Regions from separate parts of the Zea mays genome. Here regions 1 and 3 are each linked to region 2. The links are chromatin contacts, called in public Hi-C maps. All regions are on one chromosome and are shown on one strand. The core of a region is the stretch at or near the end of the contact, and the rest is flanking DNA. Distances in the headings are between cores, read along the strand shown. Region 1 holds the start of LOC100273965. Region 2 holds the start of LOC100280416. Region 3 has its middle 27 kb from the start of LOC100279534.

The links. A called contact is a pair of places that touch in the nucleus more often than the background predicts.
Region 1: a contact with region 2 is called in a Hi-C map of endosperm, with 4 times the contacts expected there. The contact joins the promoter of LOC100273965 here to the promoter of LOC100280416 in region 2. A contact is called at or near these places in 3 of 25 Hi-C or Micro-C datasets (bundle sheath, endosperm and tassel).
Region 3: a contact with region 2 is called in a Hi-C map of tassel, with 2.5 times the contacts expected there. The contact joins the enhancer-like site here to the promoter of LOC100280416 in region 2. A contact is called at or near these places in 2 of 25 Hi-C or Micro-C datasets (leaf and tassel).

What each region holds. Positions count from the first base shown.
Region 1 is chr3:45,560,418-45,563,995 of Zm-B73-REFERENCE-NAM-5.0, reverse strand. LOC100273965 reads left to right here and starts at 1,695. Exons shown (of 17, transcript NM_001148352.1): 1 at 1,695-1,989. The coding sequence starts at 1,803.
Region 2 is chr3:45,014,879-45,018,657 of Zm-B73-REFERENCE-NAM-5.0, reverse strand. LOC100280416 reads left to right here and starts at 1,452. Exons shown (of 1, transcript NM_001153339.2): 1 at 1,452-2,588. The coding sequence starts at 1,572. The coding sequence ends at 2,321.
Region 3 is chr3:44,227,826-44,231,564 of Zm-B73-REFERENCE-NAM-5.0, reverse strand. No RefSeq gene overlaps it. Among protein-coding and RNA genes, the nearest start is that of LOC100279534, 27 kb to the left of the region's middle. Within about 2 kb of position 2,419, at least 14 of the 20 cell types and tissues checked have an H3K27ac peak or open chromatin away from gene starts, as enhancers often do. A contact at or near this core is called in leaf and tassel, where this site is marked.

The DNA of each region.
Region 1 (3,578 bases), core at 446-2,945, 550 kb before region 2:
CTTTGTTGTTGATTTTACAAACATAAGATTTGTTTTAGTCAATTTTTAATGGAGATGCTCTTATTCTATAATCATTTTTTCTTCGAAAAAAAATCTTCCCATGTCTACTGGAACTGGCATGTACTGCGACCTGCCAAAATCAAAGTTTATTTATATATGAACTTACTAATTATAGTGTCAACCAAACAAAACAATTAATGAGGTAGCATTATTGGAATTAAAAAGGGAAAATGAAGGAATGACGATTTCTTAGATAAAAAAAACGATGCCGACATAAGAGTAGTCAAGATATAAAGAGATATAATAGGTAGACCATGAAGATGGAAAGCATGTGATTGGACAAAAGAATATTATGAGAAAACCATCTATATATTACAAATATGTTTTTTTAACGTGTACTTCTCCTATATTATTCTGTGTGCCTGAATTGCAACGAACTCAAAACTATAGTTTTAGTGCACATGTCAATAAGAGCGCGTACCGTACCTCGAGAGAGGAAAGATAACGTGTAGTTTGTAACAAATTTGGCAAGTATAAAAGCTAGACTTTGCCGGTGCACGCATGCATGCATGTATGCCGCCACTGCCACTGCCACTGCGTGCACGCACTGTCCATCTTTTCTACAGCGCGCGGCTGGAAGAAGTTTCGCAGAACCTACATGCCTGATCTCCGACGACGACAGCGCGCAGGGTCACCTTTGTATTGTCGCGCACGGCAGCTGCATGCAGCCGTGGAGTGAGCGACAGACCAGCTAGCCGCCATATATCGCTAGCAATGCAGGGTCGTCGTCGCCTACTTAAGTTAATTAGCTGGATCGATGATGGCGACTATGGGGGGTTACGGTTTCCAATTCCACCCCGTAATCTCCATTGATTTTCCGGCCCGTTTCCGCAGAGCACTATACTGCCCGCGCGCGTGGATGGTCACCTCGGTTCTCCGCCCGCGTGCGTGCGTGCGTGCATATGATCCGTACGTCCATGGAGGAGACCAGCAGACACACGGCAAGGTCACTATAGCCCACCTACAACGAGTAAAACGACGCTAGTAGTAGTCATGATTCCTGAACCCTGACGACGACGAGTGGCGGCTGCAGTTCACCACTCAACAGGAAACAATGACGACAAGACGTGTCGCACGGGCCCCGGCGCCTGCCGCCGATGCCAAATGTTAGATGCCAAATGTTAGACTCTCTGCAGCGGTTCTCTCTAAATTTCTTTTTTTTATATTACTTTTTTATCATATCATCAATATTTTATCTCTTATTTTTTTATCTCTCGCAGTTGTTTCTCTAATATTCTCCCTCTATACTCCACTACAACCATAAAATATCATTATAACCCTATTTATCATCTATTACTTTTTTTTCACCTATTAAAAAAGTATCGTACGCATGAACCGTGAATAGAGGGGCGGCTGCTTCACGCTAGCGGTAGCGGTTCACCTTTCAAATCTACTGGCTAGGGGGTCCTGTGGGGAATGCTGTTGCAGCCTTGGGGAGCATCTGTAGCCGGCAAGGGGAGGAGGGAGCTGGCTGGCGGACGCGACTGCGGACAGCCTTACACTCCAGCCCAGCCCCTGCAGCAATATACCAGCACTGCACAATGCAGGCCTCCTCCTAGTCCCAGCTTTGACGCACTGTATTTAAGGCCTCCCACGTTAGACGTTATTCTTTATATATATACTTAGGGCAGGGGGTTTTGCATCTCTCTATTCATTCATCCGGCCACCACCGCTCTAACTACTCTTCAAGAGACGACGACCAACAGGCACGTCGATCGTCTTCCGGCGAGGGCGACGGAAGGATGTCCGGCGGCGAGAGTGGTCCGGCAGCGGCGGCGGCGGCCGTTCCGTTGCTGCAGGCGCCGGAGGGGAGGACGACGAAGTACTACGAGGGATGCCCCGGGTGCCGGCTGGACGAGGCCAACAAGACTAGGACCGGCGTCCCCTACCTCAATTTCTTCTACATCTGGGTCGTCTGCCTCGCCGCCGGTACGTATACCTCCGCTCCGCCGCGATGTACGCGCGCGTGCTGCACTGCCTGCCGCTACGGCCTACGGGCAGGGCTAATAAGGCGTTACGGTATTAGTGTGTGTATGGTTAAGCAGCCAACTAGAATAGATCGGCTATGGACACTACGAGCTACTTCACCCTCCTCCGTTAAAAACCAAACCAAAAGATAAAAATAGAGCCGCTCCATTACTCTAAACTCTTCAACCAAACACACTTGCGGCTTGCACCTCACATCTCGGCACAGTGGAACGTGTAACCCGCCTGCTGTCCAAGTCAACCACTTAATTTCCTGTAATTCATAGCGCCTAACAGAACGTAGCAGCAAGGGACAACCCACCCATACAGACAGCCTGAGGGGAGGATATGGCGTAAAAGTACGTACGTACATTATCTTGTTCTAGTCTACTGTACAGTATTATACTTCTTCTATTTGAAAATATAGTTCGTTCTAAGCCTTTTCTTGGTCCACATTCAATTAAATAATATATATATATATATATATATAGGCTAAAACAAATTTTATTTTAGAACAGAGAGTATTAATTACTCAAGATGGCTATCTCTATCTACCTACAGACGGTTTAAAAAATATATATATCTTTATAATCGAGATGACTTTAATTTGTAGAAAGGGATATTAACAATCACGAAATATTTGTTTGAGAAATCTCAAGAGAAACGACAAGGAATAACGTACCACATTCATTATATATATTGACCTTTAAGCCTTTTTTTTGCCAAAAATATGTTAAACAAATTTACTATCCGTACGCAGTAATATATATATATATATATATATATATATATATATATATATATATATATATATATATATATATATATATATATATATATATATATATATATATATATATATATATATATATATATATATATGTGTGTGTGTGTGTGTGTGTGTGTGTGTGTGTGTACGGCGACGCCTCCATGCCAAGTTTAGTCAGATTGACCCACTGAGCTTGCTGACACATCCATGAAGAATAGAAGAGGAGGCAGAAGGATCGATGTAATTTCTTACGTAAAACTAGCCCCCTCTCCCCTTCTTTAATTTCCTAGAAACCATACAATTCTATATGCAGCCTAAGTCAAAGTTAATTAAGCTTAGCGAAGTTTATTTTAAAAATATAGAAATTTATGATGGTAGCAGCAGCAATACTAGTACTAATAATAATAATAATAATAATAATAATAATAATAATAATAATAATAAGGGTGATATTCCTATCTTTAAGACATAGTTACACTTAAAAATCTTTTAACTTAGACCACTACTATAAAACCATAAAACATTATTGGTTTGAGAAACTCCACTACCGTTTTAGTTAGAGCAAATTTAGCAAGGCTCTATTTGATCTCGTAGTTAAATATAAGTATATAACTGCCTAGTCTAAAAACACAATTTTAGTCGGGTCTCTACTAATGGGCACCCAAACTCTTCATCTTTTATCTCATTTTTTATGGCTCTTGGCCAAGCTCTTAAATGAAAGTTTTCCTTACCTTTCTTGTCTAAGCAAACATGACTAGCGTTTGTGACCTCCGGTAGCTCTACT
Region 2 (3,779 bases), core at 203-2,702:
GTGTATTGAATTCGAATGGCCCACATGTCAGATAACAGATATAAAGATATGATATATATATGCAAAATAATATCTATAGATATTTTATTATATCCATACTTGTACATATGGATAATAAATGTCAATATATCCATATCTAATATATAATTACTCACTATTATTTATTCATATCCTTACCCTGGAGTAGAGTTCTGTCTTGAAGCCTTGAAGATCCACCGGCGCGGAATCTCATCGATTGGCTAGACGCCTACGTGTGGCGTGGCCCACCCGACTCTGACAACGCGGCTTTGCATGGACCTCCCGACGACCATTTCAAAAGGGTTCAGAATTTGGCTGCTCATGCGTTCACACAACTCGCTTTTGATCGCGACAGAAGCGCCTTTCTTTTGCGGTTTAGGCCGTACCAGTACAACCGCATAAAATTGACCTGGCTGTGGACTATGGTCACTGCTCCGTACAAGGAGACTCCCTGCACGGGGACCCGTGCTGAGCTTGGGCAACAAGAGTGGCAGGGGGTGGACCCAACAAGTGTGCCCGCCGATCGAGGCAGCGGTGGACCGACCGACCGTGGTCGTCGACGACGCTGGCTTTCCATGCAATGCAAGCGCCCTCAGTGACGCACGGGAAAAGGCGCATGCGGCGGCGGGGATCCTTTGCGGACAGGAGATGACGATGAGCGAGCGGTGGACCCAGCCAGACGGGTACCTAGGTGGGGCCCGCACCTCAGCGGCCGCCGGCCGCAGCCCACCGGCACGGCACGGCGTCCGCATGTGATGGGAATGGGATGGGCGGATGGCCAGCCGGCAGCCACCGCAAGCGCGGCAGCGACGCGGTTTCCGTAGGGCCCCACTCCACCGTCCGGTCCTCTCCTTTCGCTTTCCTCTTCCGCACCCATCGCTACGCACACCCTGAACCCCTACTACTACGTAGAGGCCTCATCAGCTGCTTATGTTTTCTTTTTCGTGTTTCTTGTTTTTGAAAAAAATCATGTGCACCTACTCCTATACTCTGCTCCACTCGTCCTCATAAAACATAAAGGAAAGAACTATTCCAACATTCAAATTTGTCTTGAGTTATAAGAGATAAAGTGTAATCCTTTTTAAAACCGAGTTTAAAAAATGATTAGATCGGCATACATATATAACCAAAGTATCAAGTATGGTTATATCACGAATGTCTTCCTATGATCAAGAGGTAGTTAAATACATCATTTGTTTCGCGCCCTAGAATTTCTAAAGACACCTTGTGTTCCACAAACAACAAGGAGGCAAGACATTAGGGCCAATTTTAGCTCACCTGCGTCTCTCAAATGCTGCTATGCTAATGTTTCGAAAGATTCTACTGAAAATGATGGTGTAGACAGCCCGTGTGCTCCCACCATTTCGGCCTCGCAACGCTGGCTGCTCACAGTATAAATTCCCGCTGGCCGCCGTCGCCTCCCGCTACCCGCCTCACCTTTCCTCGCCTACGCCTACCCCCACCACCTGTCACCCCAATCCAATTCCAAGCTGCGAGCTGTCGAGCTGCTGCACCTCCCCTCTCTCGCTAGTCGCTTCCATTCCCTTCGTCACATGGCGGCAAACCGCTGCACCGGCCTCGACCCAATCTGGACCCACGCCGGCGCCAGCCACTGCTACTTCTCGTCGCCCCCCGGCTGCCTCACCTCCGCGGCCGCCTTCGAGAACTCGGCGCTCACCTCGGCGCTCCGCGCCTCCATTGCGCCTGCCCACGCCAGCTCCGCCGCGGCCCGGCCCTTCTCCCCGTCCACCCCGTCCTCCTCGACCTCGTCCGCCTCCGAGCTCCTGTCCAGCGGCCACGACGCAGCTCCCGCGCCGGTGTCCAGCAGGCCGGGCCAGCCGCCCGCCGCCCGGGCCGTGGCGGGAGGACCTAGAGGGGGCCGCGTCGCCAAGCGCAAGCCGCGCCCGTCGCGGCGCCCGCAGACCACATACATCACCGCCGACCCCGCCAACTTCCAGCGCATGGTGCAGGAGATCACCGGCCTCCCCGCCCCTGGGCCCTCCTCCTCCTCCTCCCCCGCTGCCGCCGTCGCCGCGCCCAGCTGGACGCCCGCCGCGCCCGCGTGCGTGCTCCCGACACTGGACACGTCCGCTTTCTTCCTGCTCGACCGCGCCGCCGCTGCGCCAGCGCCGGTGGACAGGAGCCCGGGCGCGCGCGCGTGGACCGCGACGCACACGCACGCCGCCGTGGCAGCTGGGGCCGACGGCTCGGACTCGGCGGCGCTGCTAGAGCTGGAGGCACTGGTGCGCGCCATTGAGGGCGAGTGTGGCTTCCCGGCCCTGGAGAGCTCGGGGCTCATCTGATGAGTTGGGATTGGAGCTTTTGTCCGTCCGAATGTCCGATGGCACATGATCGGACGGCGGATGTCGGTTGAGCCGATGCCTTTGAGATGTATACTAGCAAGAAGTATTAGGCTGCTGCCTGCTTTTAGTTGAGTACATCTCTTCTCCATGAGGATTACATGCATGGTTCCTTCTATTCTAGTCAGTTAAGGAGATGACAGTGTTAATTACTTATTCCGTAATGAAATCTGATGGCTTTCTTAACGTGAAGGCCTTTGCGTGTTCCCTATTTACCTTTTGAGACTTTCAGTTTTTTCAGCAATCAGGAGTTCATGACTCAGGAGTAGAGATGGCAATGGGTACCCGAAACCCGAAACCCGGTGGGTTTTTACCCTATTAGGGGACGGATACGGGCTAATATCCAAACCCACGGGTTTCTTAATGGGTGATAAGCTAAACCCAGCGGGTACGCGGGTACGGGTATGGGATCCTAGTACCCATACCCGCAAACCCATGGGTTTCTAAAACCCGGCATAATATTATTAAACAAACAAAAAGTTCATTTTATGGCCTAGTAAACATGGTTGGCAGCCCAGCCCATTAGCTATCTATGAAATCTAGAGCCTCAGTGCAGGAACGATTGGCTAGCATCCGAATGAGCCCAGCCTAGTAAACATGGTTGGCAGCCCAGCCCATTAGCTTTCTTGTCGGGCACGGGTAGCCCGCGGGTACCCGGTACCCGGGTGGGCACGGGTACGGGCAAAAACTTGTACCCGGCTGCGGGCATGGGTTTCTTAGCGGGTATATTTTAATTTCACGGGTACGGGTTTGGGAACATAGTACCCAGCGGGTACGCGCCCGTTGCCCTCTCTACTCAGGAGGGGATCAGGGGAGTTGCACGTAACAGCCCCATGGTTCTGGTTTCGTTAAACGGCAGCCAAAAATGGCAGCCATCAGGCCATGCAAATATGCATGTAGTGCTGGGAATCTGGGCTGGGCTTTTCGGGCCAGCACGAGCATGGCCCGAAGGCGGGCCTGGGCCGGACCTCAAATTCCGACCCGTCGGGCCCCGGCATGTCCCGCATAAATGGACTGGGCTTGGGCCGACACGGCCCAATTAAGCCCAACCTGTTTAATTTCTTTAATTTAGTAAGATATCGACGTTATATTGTTGTTATATTTCGAGTTTATGTGGTTAAATGTTGCTAGAATTATTTAATATCTTTAATTTAGTAAGCTATGAACTTTATATGGTTGTAATATTTTAATTTTATGTGATCAAATATACGGGCCGGGCTTGGGCCGACACGGCCCAACGAAGACACGACGTGGTTTAGGGCCGGACTGGGCCACTGTTTTTACACTTCGGGCTGACACGGCACGACCAAAAATTGTTTGGCCTTTCCTGGCCCGAATCCGTTTGGCATGAAGCACGATGGACTTGGGACGGGCTGGCCCGGCCCGGCCCAATTCCCAGCA
Region 3 (3,739 bases), core at 1,170-3,669, 790 kb after region 2:
TACCTAGAATCAGGTCGAATCAGAATCTTATTCTTTGGGCGATCTGTTTGGGTCCAACAAGAATTTAAAATAACGATTCCAAATAATTCCAGAAATCCCATCTACTTGCCCAAAAATTTTAAAGGCCGATTCCTTCGTCCACTCGTTAAAATAGAAAGGAAAACAACTCGTTAAAATAGAAAGGAAAACAAGACGGTCTCCAACGGCATCCTCTACATTCATTGGGTCTGTTTGGTTCAGCTTTTTTCTGACCAGCTTTTCTGAAAATCTGGCTGTGAGAAGAATCTGGCTGTGAGGAGAATCTGAGTATCATTACGATTACGTGTGGAGGAAGATAAAGTTGTTCATAGGGCTCAGGATAAAGAAAGTGACGGATTCCTACTATTACAACGACTCAACCGATTATGTGTTTATGTTGATTTTGAATGGTTTTTGCGCCAACGAATTTTATAGAAGCTGGCTGAAAATCTAAGCGTTTGGCAGTCCGCAGCAGCTTTTGGTGGCCAGAAGCTGCCAGAAGACGAACGAGATATAGAGAAAAAAATTAAAAAAGATATATCATAGACAAATTTTATTTTATTTGTTATAGTTAGGGCTGGAAACGAGCCGAGCCGAGCTCAGCTCGGCTCGGTGCCTGAACGAGCTCGGCTCGGCTCGGCTCGTCCATTCCACGAGCTGGCGAAGGAGGCTCGGCTCGGCTCGACCTTGGCTCGCGAGCCAGCTCGGCTCGGCTCGCGAGCCATATTTTGGTACTTTTCATTGCATTATTTGATGAATTAACATTATATAAATTTGAAATATAGAATCATCATTCTACATTATGAGTAAATTAAATTATAACTTGTAATATATTCATCATCAAAGACTAAAAAATGAGCTATTATCCATAAAATTATATAATATTCATTATTATTCCATAAATTGACCATTTTTTGCAAGGCTCGCGAACCGGCTCGCGAGCTGGAACGAGCCGGCTCGGCTCGGCTCGCTGCAAAAACGAGCTCGAAGAAGAGGCTCGGCTCGGCTCGTTCGAGGCTCTCGAGCCGCTCCGAGCTCGAGCCGGCTCGTGAGCCTCGAGCTAATTTTCCAGCCCTATGCTATACCCTCACATATTTTGCATATGTTAGTTTTAGTTAATCTATTATTTAAATTATTAAAATAGATAGAGGAGAGGAGAGAGAATAGAGAGAGAGGATGAAGGAACATGCTCTATATTTAAAGGACATTGTTTGGGGAGGGTAGGCCATGAAATCTCCTCTAGACTTAGAGAAGAGGAACCTTTATAGACTCTGGTTGGAGACAGTCTAATACACTGTTTGCTCACTCGCTAGACCACATGCCATGGCAGTGTGACCTCTGCTAGAGACAGATTAGGTTAGGGATGGCAATTTTATCCGCGGGTTCGGATATCCGTCGGATATCCGACCCGTCGGGTACGGGTTCGGGCACAAAATTTGACCCGTGGGTCTTACCCGTACCCGACCCGATTTTATTACGGGTCGGGTACGGATTTGATTTCTTACCCGCGGGTACCCGACGGATATCCGAAAATATTGATTTTAGATTTTCAACCTACCAGTACGCTAGCTAGCCGTCCACCCTCAACAACTCATCCTACTGCCATCCATCCCTATTTGCTGATGCTTCTGACCTAGTTCTAGTACTAGTGCAAATACGTTTGATAAAGTGCCAATATGTAGTACTAGTGCTATCTAGTACAAGTACTTGAGCTAAGAGAGTGTTAATACACCAGATGACTATGCTAGCTACTCTCCGATTTTGACGAGTTGGAAGTTTATTAACAAAAAAACATTAGCAACACATGTCCAGGGCTACATCTACACGACTGCACTGTGCAACAATATTATGTGCCTCCGGTGATCACGACGATGTGCGACACTCAGAACTGCACTAGACTTCTTTTAGGGAGAATGCACCAAGCTGCTATACCCGACGGATACCCGATATCCGCCCGATACCCGATGGGTACGGGCACGGGTACAAAATTTTACCCGTCGGTATAGTCATGGGCGGATATGGATAATCCCCGCGGGTATGGTCGCGGGCGGGTATTTACTCTACCCGATTCGAACCCGACCCATTGCCATCCCTAGATTAGGTGTCGGCGTCACCATGTACAAAATCCATTACAAGTGGTAGCATCTACAACCGTCCTTTTTTTTTAAAAAAAAAGGTAGTGTACAATCCGACATCCAGGGCAGACCAGCATCACACCATTATCGCGATAGGTCATCAGACAGTGTGTTCTGTCTTCCCTGTTCCTTGTTCTCTTCTTTTAACTCCAATCGACTAGATTGAATTAAAAAAGTTGGGATGGAAACATCATGGTGTAGGCATACATATTATCGTACTGGATGTCTAGACTTGCTAGCTTTGCAGCATGGGCGGTGGGCCGCATCAGTGCGTCACATGGGCCTCGCGGGTGTTTGTGTCCTGTGATGGCGTGAGCATGATCTCATTGTTGGAGATATGCTCAAGAGGTAATCATAAACACACATATGTGTCTAGCTCATTCCCTTTCCCTCATAAGTTTAGTATTCTTCTTTCAAATACATATGTATACATTACGCATATGTACCATGCTTGTTGGTCTCGCAGGGATGCTCATTGATGACAAGTGAAGGAGACGGAGAATTAGAGGTGGGCAACTTTGATGTATGGCAGTGCATGTAGAGATGTGGCATATCGTCGCTGGCCACAGAGATGGTGGGAGGCAAAACGTGCATTGCCACTTTGCAATTGCGATGACTTTTAGCCAAGTTGACGAGCCCACACACGCTGATGCCCGATGTGCCAGTGTTGATGCTCGCTAGCGTGTAGAGGTGGATGTACTCACTAGGGGTCAGCGTTATCTCGACCGCTACATTAATGTCCCAATTAAGTTTGAACCGGTATTGACGCAAGCATCAGTGTTGTTTTAACTAATGGGGCTCTAGAAGAGTATTAGTATCGGTTGGTGGCTCTAACTGACCTAATATCTCTTATATTTTAGTACGCGTTGGACCCACCAACCAATACTAATGTCCTTTTAAATACTGTTTGATCCACCAACTTATTCTAATCTCTTGAGCATAGATGAATACTAGTTGGTGACTTCAGCTGATACTAAAAAGTCTATTTTAGTATTAGTTGATGACACCAACCGGTACTAAAACTGAAAGAGCCTTTAGTATTGGTTGGTGCAAAAATGGTATTATAGAGTACTCATTAGTATCAGATAGTGACAAAAGGCGATCATTAGTACCGATTTTTGCCACCAACTAGTAAAAAAGGCACTTCCAGAGTTAAAGTAAAAGGAAAACATCTTATTCCTATTCTCTAATAGCTCTATAAAGTGATTAGGAGGGCACACGTGAAGCCCTAGGTCTTGTGTTCGAATCCTAACATTGCACATGCACATATTTCTCGCGAAAATCACGTGACTTGTGACTTACGACGTGTGTCTAACCATAGGCTTATGATTTATCGTTTTAATGTTTTTGAATGCTTTAGTACTTGTTGCAGCCACCAACCGATACTAAAGGATTTTTTAGTACAGGTCATACAACCAGGGCTAAAGAACGAGGTATTTGGTCTCCATTGTATATTACCAGTTAGGAATTTGGTACTATAGCCGTTTTTCAAATGATACTAAAGACCATTCATGTGGTAGTGATTGCACTTTTTATAAAAATATAAGCTCCAAGGTTCGATTGTCTTTACAACTCCATTATGTATC